Regions from separate parts of the Gossypium hirsutum genome. Here region 2 is linked to region 1. The links are chromatin contacts, called in public Hi-C maps. All regions are on one chromosome and are shown on one strand. Each heading gives the region's core, a stretch centred on a gene start, on an enhancer-like site or on the middle of the called end of the contact. The rest is flanking DNA. Distances are from core to core; before and after follow the strand shown.

Region 1 (5,591 bases), core at 910-3,409:
TGAGGAGATATATAAAGGATGTCATAACAAGGATTTAAAAGGCACCAGTTAACAAAGTCTAACACCATTACTCCGAAACGGAGATCATTGATCTATAACCATAGATTGTGAAAAATAATATGTATAATGCCATTAAGCATGAAAAGTTATACTGGGCAAGCACAAGCAAAGCATTAACAATATAAAAAGCTATAGCAACTTAACCTTTAGTCCATAAAACATTCTATTTCCAATGTGAAGAAAAAACTTTGTCGGGTATATTCACAGAGAGGAAAATCAATTTACTAAATATATGGAAGTATATCACATGACCTATGTCCAAAGGCAATTGCTATCAAAACAGTTGTTTGAAAGAAAATGAAACATTAATGGATCAATCAAGTAAAAGCACAGGTATTGTTATCGGTATCCTGTCATTCATACTAGAGTGCCTTACTACAACCTCAGAAAGCTTCATGACATGGCATCGCAATGGTCCTATGCAACTACAAGCAGTACAAAACAAAACCAAACTTTCACCTATGCTCCTCCCCTGACTTGACTAGTCACTAACTCCTGAAGGCCAAGAAATCACGTAGACCCCATACAGTTTCATGCAACTTTCGCACATATGCAATCAGGATGTTTCATCATTCATACCTATTTTCCATTGGTTCTACAATCGTAAAATGTACCAACACTACACAATCATGCACTACAAACAAAACCAAATTTTCCACAGTTGCTTCTTCCCTGACTAGACCAGTCACTCCTAAAGATTCGGGATTCAAATGACCGCATACAGTGTCATGGAACTTTCCCACATATGCAATCAAAATGTTTCATCGTTCAGATTGATTTTCCATCAGTTCCACATTCAAACAAACGCAGTAACAACCACATCTATAAATGCGATGCTTACAGGCTGAGGAGAAGAAAGATTTTCCTCGACTTCAAACGCTTGAACTAAACAGTTACAAATAGAAGTAATTGGGATTGAATACATGTTTCATTAAACATAACCACTTCCAATAAACACAAATCGAAATATTCCTACAATTCAACTCAACCAAACTCAAGTAAACTAAGATAAGGTTTAACCCCCAAGTAGTTGGAAGTTACTAAATCAGTCCTCTTTACTCGATTCCACTGAGTTCAATCCATATTTGATCATTTTCAGCAGATGCTCCAACTAAAAGAACTTTCAACAATGAATTAAAGAACGAATTTCATCGGGCTTAAGCCTAAGCTTGACTAATTTCACAAAGAAACAAGAACCCATAGTTGCACAAGAATTAAGAAAGGAAGAAAAAGTTACCGGCACAAACGGCCAACGTGCAAGAGACCATCAGTAGAAAAACCAGAGCATTTATCAAGCTTCAAAACCTGCAAAACCTTCCCTCTAGACCTAGCCAAAACTTCCAGATCCGAATCTTTAACAATCATTCTTCTGAAATGGACGGCTTTCAAGCAATTGAAATTCTCCGCTATTTCATTCACCCACGGTGTAACGTACCCACCCCAATCTTCAGGTATCAAATTAAACATCGCCGCCCGAGGCTTCCCTTTCAATTTCAAGGATTCCAAGTGACGGAACCGTCGCCTCAACCGATCGGGACTCGTCGTGTAACAAAGCGCGATCGTTATGTGCTTACGAGTCAGCGCGTCGAGCTCGTACCACCGCCTGCAAACTAGAGATACGGCGTCGCGGTCTTTCGGGTCGTCGATGTACGGCATCACGCAGCCTAATACGACATCGGACATACCGGGTTGTGACGTCATCGTTTTGTGCAACTTGTTACCATTTTCCTCCATCTAAAAAAATCTTTTTTAAAGGGAAATTAAAATCAAAACGGTTTTTAAACCGAAACGGACAAAAAAGAATGGATCGATCTGAAATAAGAAAGTAAACACTTTTTTTTCGGAGCTCTGTTTTATTTGTTCATAAAAGAAAAGGCGGTAGGATCCGAAACGAAACGGAACTCAACCGGCGATAAAACGAATCGGGTCAGATGAGGATCGGGTCGAGAAGGCATAGGGAAGAAGAGATTGTTGATTGAGCACACAGAAAAGCGAAGAGAAAAGAGCTGAGAAAAAGTTTCAGTAGATAAAGGAGGGTCGAAATGGACGGCCGAGATTCATTAGAAAAGAAGATCCAAGTGAAAAATATAATTATAGGATCAGACCAGACAATTCAGCTGCTCTAAATTAAAAATACAAAAGAAAATAGTATTGCAACCAATTAGTGGAGACTGAAAAATAAATTTAATAATTTTTGATTGGTTGCGTCAGTATTGGAAGTATTAAATTATTAATTATATTCTGCACCCAGCAGTTGTCATTGTGGCCTTTCTTAATTCTTTCAATTATATTTTTTTTCGTAAAAAATGTTGATTAAAAGCAGCTGCTATTTCGTGCTTTTCTTTTCTTTTTTTTTTTTGGTAAAAATGAAAGAAGGTGGGAGAAACCCAAGGAATTAACCAGTACAGTTAATGTCTATCCCTAAGCTCTCTTGTAGTAGAACCAAAACCATTTCCTGACTGAGAGTAAAAACCAATGGGGTTCTTCTTGGTTGATCTAGACAAGATATCAGTTGCCCTATTTGCTTACAACTTAATCTCCCAACTTTGGACCAACAGCTCGCAAATATCCTATACAAGCTACCAGGTACCTTGTTTTGCTCTTTTCATATGCATTTCATGTTAGTCTTGAAGTAACGCCTTTCCTTTCAATCTAGTTACATCTTATACAAGCTCGTGCTGCTAGTTTCCCACTTCTCTTCCAATGTGGCATAGGATAGGAGTAATACTTCATTTCATATCTCCTTAGAAAAGGACACCCAAAGAAAATGTGGCTTTTGGTTTCTTGTTCCACATGACAAATTTCATTAATGTGTGCCTTTGGTATGTAGTCTGTCACGAATGACCATCCAAATTATGAAATGAATGCTTTCAAATATGAACTGAGAACCACAAAACCAATTTTGTCCCATTCCACATGTTCTTAACATACTCATATTTTCTCCTCAAAATTTAGCCACTATATATTTGTCACTAGGGAACCTCCAAACAACACAATTCTAAAACACAATTTTTTTTTGCAACATCATGCATTTGTAACAAGTTCCTCCAAATCCAACTATAATTCCAAGTAATTAACACCATGTTTGGTTGACATGAATAACCAAACGATTCCTGGCTGATTTGGTGATAAACAGTTATTCATTAGTTTGATTCATTGAATCCTTCATTCTACGAAATCTCATTCATTACCCATTCCACCTTCTCCCGTAATGGCCATTCCCCACCAAACCCAAAGAATAGGACAAACGATTCCTGGCTGATTCGGTGATAAACAATTATTCATTAGTTTGATTCACTAGGGGTGAGCATTTGATCGAATCGAATCGAATCGAATCGAAAATTTTCAAGTTAATCGAGTTTTCAAATCTCATTTTATCATCCTAACTTTATTTGAAGTTTTCTCGAATCGAGTCGAGTGAGATGGAATTCGAATCGAATCGAATCGAATCGAATATATTTGTTCGAATTAAAATTTAAAAAATAATTTAGGTCCTTGTAACCACTGTCACCCATCGTAATAAAATTTGTCCACCTTAATCAAATTTTTTATTAACTTTCATCACCTCATAATTTATTTATTAATTTTTTATATACTAGTTAGCTTATTTGTTTGCTTAGTTGTTTCAATTATCATCAGATTCTTGTCACTATGTATTTTGGAATTAAAAAATATATTAAATATAAAAAAATGATTTTTTAATAAAAGTTATTTTAAAAATAAAATGTGAAATTGTTACCAATATAAAATTTTAACACGAATATTTTATGGCATAATTAAGAATTCAATTTTAATATAAATATTCAATATGACTAAACAATTCAATAATATAAATAATATAAAATATGAAATTTAATTTAATAATATAAATAGTATATATAAATAAAATTAGTACTATTTATGTTTAGTGATTTTTTTGGATAATTTTGATTTTTTATTTGAGAGTAAAGGGTGAGAAGTAAAAGTTTAGGGGGAAAATAAAAAGTTTTGGGGAATAAAAGTTTGAGGGAAAGTAAATAGGGGGAGTAAAATTTTGGAGGGAAAATATTAAAAAAAATTGGAAGGGGGAGGGTTTGGGGTAGATGGGAGGTGGGATGGGAAGAGAATAAAAGTTTTAGGGGAAAAGTGGGAGGGAGTAAAAATTTTGGGGGAGAATAAAAGGTTTTGAGGGTTTTTGAGAGTAAAATTTTGAGAAAAAGTAAATGGAAGAGTAAAATTTTGGTGGGAAACGGATTTTGGGTAGATTGGGGGGTTGGGAGGGGAGGAGAGTAAAAGTTTTTGGGGGAAAGTGGGAAAGAGTAAAAGTTTTGAGGGAAAAGTAAAAAAGTTTGGGAGTTTAGGGTAAAAATGTAAAATATTATAGTTTGATACTCGAATTATTCGAATTATTCGAGTTATTCGAATTCGAAAACTCAACTCGATTTGAACTCGAAATTCGAAAAAAATTCGAATTGATTCGAATAACTCGATTAACTCGAATAACTCGATTCGTTTAACTCGAAATTCGAATTTTTTTCAATTTTTTCGAGTCGAATCGAGTTTTGCTCACCCCTATGATTCACTGAATCCTTCATTCGACGAAATCTCATTCATCACCCATTCCACCTTCTCCCGTAATGCCCATCCCCCACCAAACCCAAAGAATAGGACTACACAACCACCACCGAATAAAGAAAAAACATAACCTCCCATTCTTACCCTTTACCACTCTCCTTCATCAAACACCTCAAGCCACCACACCCCCAGCCCTATCTCCTCATTCCCGTTCGGTTATTCTCATCCTACGACGATCTTCGAAATTGTCAAAAGCTTCCCCAAAGCTGAGAATTTCATCTCTTTGCTTCTTTGCTTGTATTCACTAGTAGGGAGCTGTGAAAAAAAAATGAGTTTTCGAAAAAAAAATTTGGTCAATTGGTTGATCCGATTGTTTTAGGGCAATTTAGGTTAGAAATGTAAGCTTTTTGTTTTCAAATTGCATTTGGTTTTTATGGGCATTTCTGTTTATTGCAAGAGATTTTAGGTTGCTTGTCTCAATAGCAAGGGATTTCAATTTTAGGTTGGTATTTGTTGTTTGTGGTAAATGGGTAGTTGGGATTTTAGATTTTAAGCTCTGAATCAGTTACAAATTCTTTTAGCAAAAAAAAAAGTGAGACATGGGAGATGAGGAAATCGTTCAAGGATTCTCTCAAGAATCTTGAAGCTGATATTCATTTCGCCTATACCTTATAATTTCTTATTTCTTTTTCTTTTCCTAGGCTTTCTGTAGATGAGCATGATTCATCATGATTTTTTTCTGTAGATAGCAAGGGATTTCAATTTCAGGTTGGGATTTTTTGGGATTGTATCTACAAAGACTACAATTTTTTTCTATTCGATATTTGCTCTATCAGTGCATCAGTGATTTCCTTTTGGATTCTTCTTTTGATTTGAGCCTTCCTAGTTTAATTTTTTTTATTTTGGCTTTTTTGTTTGTTTTAGGTTTGAAGTTAAATTTTATTTTGTAGCGAAGTTCATTACTCTGCTGCTTGAAT
Region 2 (5,911 bases), core at 2,147-4,646, 290 kb after region 1:
AAAGACCCTCCAAGATATATGGTAATGTTCTTATCTATGATTTCCACACTAGATTGCAGTAAAGATATAAGGTACCAACTAACAGGAACACAAAAGGGAAAGGAAAAGAGAAGTTTGTTCCGAAACAAAGGATTAATGAAAAGAATTATATATATCACCTGCCAACTTGGAACAAAGAAAGGAACACCAAGCTTAACTCCTGTGCTCTTTGCTACTAAGATGTGGCCCAATTCATGTACCCCCAGAAGAAGTGCAGTAACAAAGGCTCCAGGTAGACCATTCGATAACAAGTTGAGGTTGTCAAATGTTGATCTGGACCATTAACAAAATCATTCGCAGTAATGCAATAAGACAAACTGAATGATCTGATGGAAAATTCTCCTAATTCTAAGAAAGGGGAAACAAAGAAAAAATCAGAAACAATCAACTTAAACTTCCAAGAACCAAGAGAAAAATAACGATGATAGAAACGAGTCCTTGCAAGAGAGAGAGAGAGAGGAATCTTTGTCAAGAAACCTAGGACAGATATTTTCCGAAAGGAATAAACTAAAGTGACAAGGCTAATGTATTATTTACCATCTTAAAATACTCAAACTGAGTGATCGATCAAATAAGTATTTATGAGCTTGGTACAATTCTCAAAACATGATCCTCAGAAGGGAAAACAGCCTAAATAGTAGCATTTTTGTCTTGCTTATGATTTGGTTATGATGACAGGAATAAGCCACAGTTAATATTTTGATTAAGTTGTCAGAATGAAAGTAATAGAAAATCATACAATAAGTTGGACTGCAATGCAGGCACATTCCGAAGAAGTAAGGTAAACACTGTAAACAGACCAAAAGCCCCAGCTGCCAACCACTCAGGGACAGCTGCAAAAAGGATACTTTAGTCTTAATGGCAATGGCTTTGGTGTATGACATGGATGACATTAAACTTTTGAATAACATAATAGCATAGCCAAGTACCAGTTGTCTCGGGTTGCAAAGTTGTTTTCGGGACAACAACTGCCACTGGTTTGTCATCTTCTGGATTGATAAGAAGGAAAAGCTTATATTCATCGTCAAATTTGTTCTGTATATTCATTTAGAAGAAATTAAATAAAGAATCAGCCATTAACCTCCACAATAGTACAATGGAACAAGCAGAGTAAACATACCTGCATCCTAGTAGATATCTTTTCATAACTTCTAGCAGCTTGTCCCCGAAGATTTCCTTTGAACAATACTCCACCCTATCAAATATCACGCAAAAAAAGAACATAAATAAGAAACAAAAATAAAATTGCTAACAGTTTTCTGCTATCTTATTCTCAAGGACAATATAACACCTATTGAAGGAGAAGTTCAATCTATAACCACGTAAATATTATTATCTCCATGGATATGTTATGAATTCAAGTTGCAGAGGCAATTTTAGTTGATTTCAGCCCCTTAAGAATCTTCTGATACATGTTTGAAAGAAAAGGAAAAAAAGGATCAAGGAAGCCTAGAACTATCAAAATAACTAACACACCTCATAAGGTTCCTGGCTCGTTACAAAGAACGTATCAAATGCAAATACTTGATCCTTAAGAATGTCAATGATTTCCTTTGGAATCCTCATTGATTCATCCAGTTGTTGTGGCTGTTCAGGAAACAAGGGAAGATGTAAAAGAAGCAGGAAAAGAAGATCTCTCTTGTAAATTCCAGCCTAGGAAGTGATACAGCATCATGATCACCTTCACACTTGGCAGAGGCGATCCACTAGTAACTTCAATAGCGTCATCCTCCTGTATCAAACACAATCCTGATGTGATAAAGGTTGAGCAAGCTATGATTAATGTTTTGCAGATTACAAAATGGCAGCTGAATGTGAATTCATGTACTAAAATACTTCAAATTGTAGGTATGGCAGGAGCTTGCTTGGACTCAAGGTCAGTGTCGGATGCGTATGCCCAAATTTCTAAGTTTTCCATATATTTGAGGAGGTTCATACTCCCATACCAATATTCGAACATAATGCTAGTTATAGCTATAGCTAAACTACCATCTAGCTTTCAATTGGACAAAAACATTTCTATCAAAATAGAGAAACGGGATTAAAAATCACCAAAAGTTACGAATTTAAGGAGATGAACATGAAATCTAACAAAGTGGCCTGCAAAAAGCACAGTAGCACGATCTTGCATTGAGAACAAACCTGGCAACTTTGGACATGATGGATTATACAGACATGAGCAAGAAGAACACGAAAAAAAATTACACAAATGCAAGAACATTCAGATTTTATATAATATGAAATATTAGCATATTAAAATTTATATAAATATATACTACCTTAAAACACGAGACAAATACCATCTCTAATTGAGAACCAAGTAATGTAGGGGCTTGCCTATTGCCCTATTCTGTCACTATAAGGATACTACTACAGAATAGAAATTTAGTACCTGCACAGCACCTTGAGCTGTAGTTTCTGCATCATTATTGTTTATTTGTTGAACATTTATGGGCTGCAAATCAATCTGGGAATCTTTTTCCTCTACAGAATCAGTTGTTGCCGGCTTTTCTCCACTTTCATGCTTATCTTCCTCCTACAGACATTCAACATCGAACATCAAAGAACATTTCCCTTTTCATCTAAAAATAAACCATCTTGAGCTAACTGCTGGATCCAAAATTGCAAAAATACCACATGTTGAGTGCATTCACAAAGTAGCTCATAACTTCTTGATAGATTCATTAATGAAAAATGCAATAATTCCAAATTTGTATCAACATAGAAAAGAAAATAAAAAAAAGGAATTTTTTTTAGAAGTCCGAACTAATTGAGTAATAAAATAATTACCACATCATTATTACTATCTGGTCCAGTTTCTGTTTCAGTCACTCTACAAAACATCTCTCTTTTCCTGAAAAATCTATAAGAGGAATAAAGAATTAGTTCATAAGCTTTCTTCTTTAGCAGAATATTTTTAAAAAAATAATGAGAAAAAAAACTACCTAGGGACGCGAGAAAAATTCAAGCTCCTTAAACGACACCGTTGCGACTTAGCAAAGCTCGAAGACGACAACAATGGCTGAAACCGAAGATCGCAGCAAGAGCTACATTGAGATAAGACACCAAAGTTCCCGCGGAAACTTGCTGCTAAATTCATTTTTTTATTTTTTCTAAAAGAAATGAAATCCAAATTCCTCAAAAGACGTAAATTTAATTCAATTGAAGATCAAATTCCATTGGAAAAAAAATTCAATACTTTATGAAAATTTTGCTTCGCAGATTTTTAAAAGAGAGATTGGAGTTTTTTTTTTATGTTATTTTGGAGTCTTATCCGTTTTGCTGTTGCTCGTTGCATCGAAGGAGTTACTGCGAGAGAACGATATTTCTGGGAGATCCGATTATTGAAAGGCGAAACCTATTGCACCAGTTGTATTGAGACACGTGTATAGTGAAATTGCGTGTACTATTTTGAGTGGTGCTGTTGTTGAGGAATCTCAATTTTGAGAGGCTACTTAGATATTTGATGAATATCTGAATAGTAGCTTACCTGCTTGGTAATGCTTGAAAACAAAACCTTAGTCACTCTAAATTTCTTTTTAGGATTTTTTACTTAAATAATATAAAATAATTAAATAAATACTTACAAATCTAGATAGAAGCTACAGTAAAAAACCGGTGTCACCTGGTCAATCGACGGTACTAGACTAAAATATAATGACTTAAAATATTTAGGGATCTGATATGCAAAATTACCATTTTGATTGAAAAGCCTTCAGATAGTTTAGGGCACTAAACTTCAAATAGGGTAAATTACTTCATAAACCCTTCTTATTTATTATTTCTTTTTGTTTCCCTTCAACACAAAAAAAAATAGAGAGGCCTCTTACCAATTAGTCCAAAATATTTTTTTACTAAAACGTATTTTTGTAAAAAAGCGAATTTCAGACTGGAAATAAATTTTATTTATTTTTTAAAAACTAAATCTTTTGTTCAAATACTTTTTTGTAAAATTATTTTTCGAAAAATTATTCAAACTAGAAAAAATATTTTGAAAAAAATATTTTTCGATAAATAAATAAAATTTATTTTCAGTTTAAATCGATTTTTTTTTAAAATGCTTTTTAGTAAAAAAAAACTTTGTGAACTAATTGGTAATAGGCCTCTTTATTTTTGGTATGGAAGGGAAATAAAATAAAATAAATAAGAAGGGGTAATTAAGCAATTTACCCTTTTGAAGTTTAGTGCTGCCAAGCTGTCAAGTAGCACCCTTAAAGCTTTTCATCACATTTCAGTCTGATGCTGCCGATTGACCAGGCAGCACCCATAAAAAAATTTAAACCTAATGTGACCGATGGCTGAGGAGAGGGGTGTCGCCAATTGGTCAGGCGGCACTGATTTTTTACTGTAGCTCCTGCTTATATTCGTAAATATTATTATGTTTATCCCATTTCAGTATTTATTTAATTATTTTATATTATTTTGATAAAAAAAACCCCATTTTTTATTATCCAACTATGAATATTACAAAATGATTACTCAATTATAAATATTTTTTTGTCATTCAATTATGAAAAGTTATAAAAGAGTCACCTAACTATTCAATTTTATCTTTTCTGGTCACCAGCGTAGGGATGGCAAAACTCGAATCGTACAATGAATTTCGAATCAATTCATTCTGAATTGAGCAAATTATTTCTTTTGAAAAGTGAATGCGGGGCGAGGCGAGGAGACTTTTTCTTTTGAAAGGTGGGTATAAAGCGATTATGATAATTGCTTGTCCCACCCCGACCTACTCCACTATATAAAATTATCATTTTGTCTTTATATATATAAATTATTAAAAAGGTAAAAATGTAATAACATAATATATAAAAATCCATATATATATTATGTTTAAATATTTTTGAAGAATTATGTTTAAATATTTACTTGACTTTGAAAAGATTGAAAATATTAAAGATAAGTAGCAAAAATTAAATTGAAACAGGGCGGAGTGGGGATGGATGCATCTAACATCCATGGAGGTGGTAATGATTTTCAAAATTGCGCATCCATAATGGAGCGGGGTGAGTGATAAAGCAAAACATGCCAACTGAAGAGCAGTGGTGGATTTAGCAATATTCGCTTTCACCTAGCTCAACGCCATCCCTATATCAATAGGTTAACAGTGGCAGCTTTTAAAATTGACATAATAGCAACTTTAACCTCAACATTTATATATTGTGTCAATTTAGTCTTGATTTTAAAATATCTAACCCTCAACATTTTACGCATTGTGTAATTTGATCTTTTTTGCAATTTTGTTTTTTCTTTGTGACTCTTTCACCTAGAAAGCTTAAAAAACAAATTTATTAGCTAAAGATAAATTTGTTTGAAAATATACAAAAATGGAAATACCCAAAATCCTAGATAGTAATTTTCATCTTTTCTCATTCTTTTAAAATTAACACTCAATGTCACAAAGAAAAACAAAATTGCAAAAAAAATTACAGAACGTGTAAAAGTTTAGGGTTAATTTTTTTTAGAATCGAGACTAAATTGATATAATTTATAAATGATGAGGGTTAAAGTTGCTATTATGTCAATTTTAAAAGTTGTCACCATTAGCTAATTGGTGATTAAAAAGACAAAATTGAATAGTTGAGTGATCATTTTGTAACTTTTCATAATTAGATAACCAACAAATTTTACTAATAATCAAGTGATCATTTTATAACATTTCATAGTTGACTAACAAAAAAATATTAATAGTTGGCTATCTACTAGTGGAGATAGGATTGTATGAAATAGGGATATTATCACTTTCCCATAGTATAATGCCACATCAGCAATTTCATTTTGAATTTCAAGATATTCATTTGAATTTGATTTTTTTTTAGGATGAAAATGCTAAAATTTAGGATCAAAATGTTAATGTGGCATTAAACTA

The links. Hi-C and Micro-C count contacts between places; a contact is called where the count stands out from the background.
Region 2: a Hi-C map of leaf shows a contact between it and region 1, with 2.5 times the contacts expected there. The contact joins the promoter of LOC107956289 here to the promoter of LOC107955160 in region 1. A contact is called at or near these places in 3 of 34 Hi-C or Micro-C datasets (all in leaf).

What each region holds. Positions count from the first base shown.
Region 1 is chrD04:12,827,637-12,833,227 of Gossypium_hirsutum_v2.1, forward strand. It overlaps LOC107955160 (coronatine-insensitive protein 1), which reads right to left and starts at 2,160. Exons shown (of 3, transcript XM_016890889.2): 1 at 1,298-2,160. The coding sequence starts at 1,794.
Region 2 is chrD04:13,120,488-13,126,398 of Gossypium_hirsutum_v2.1, forward strand. It overlaps LOC107956289 (probable zinc metalloprotease EGY2, chloroplastic), which reads right to left and starts at 3,397. Exons shown (of 12, transcript XM_041092006.1): 1 at 2,985-3,397; 2 at 2,830-2,902; 3 at 2,432-2,575; 4 at 1,721-1,771; 5 at 1,516-1,626; 6 at 1,160-1,234; 7 at 969-1,074; 8 at 779-872; 9 at 159-312. The coding sequence starts at 3,139.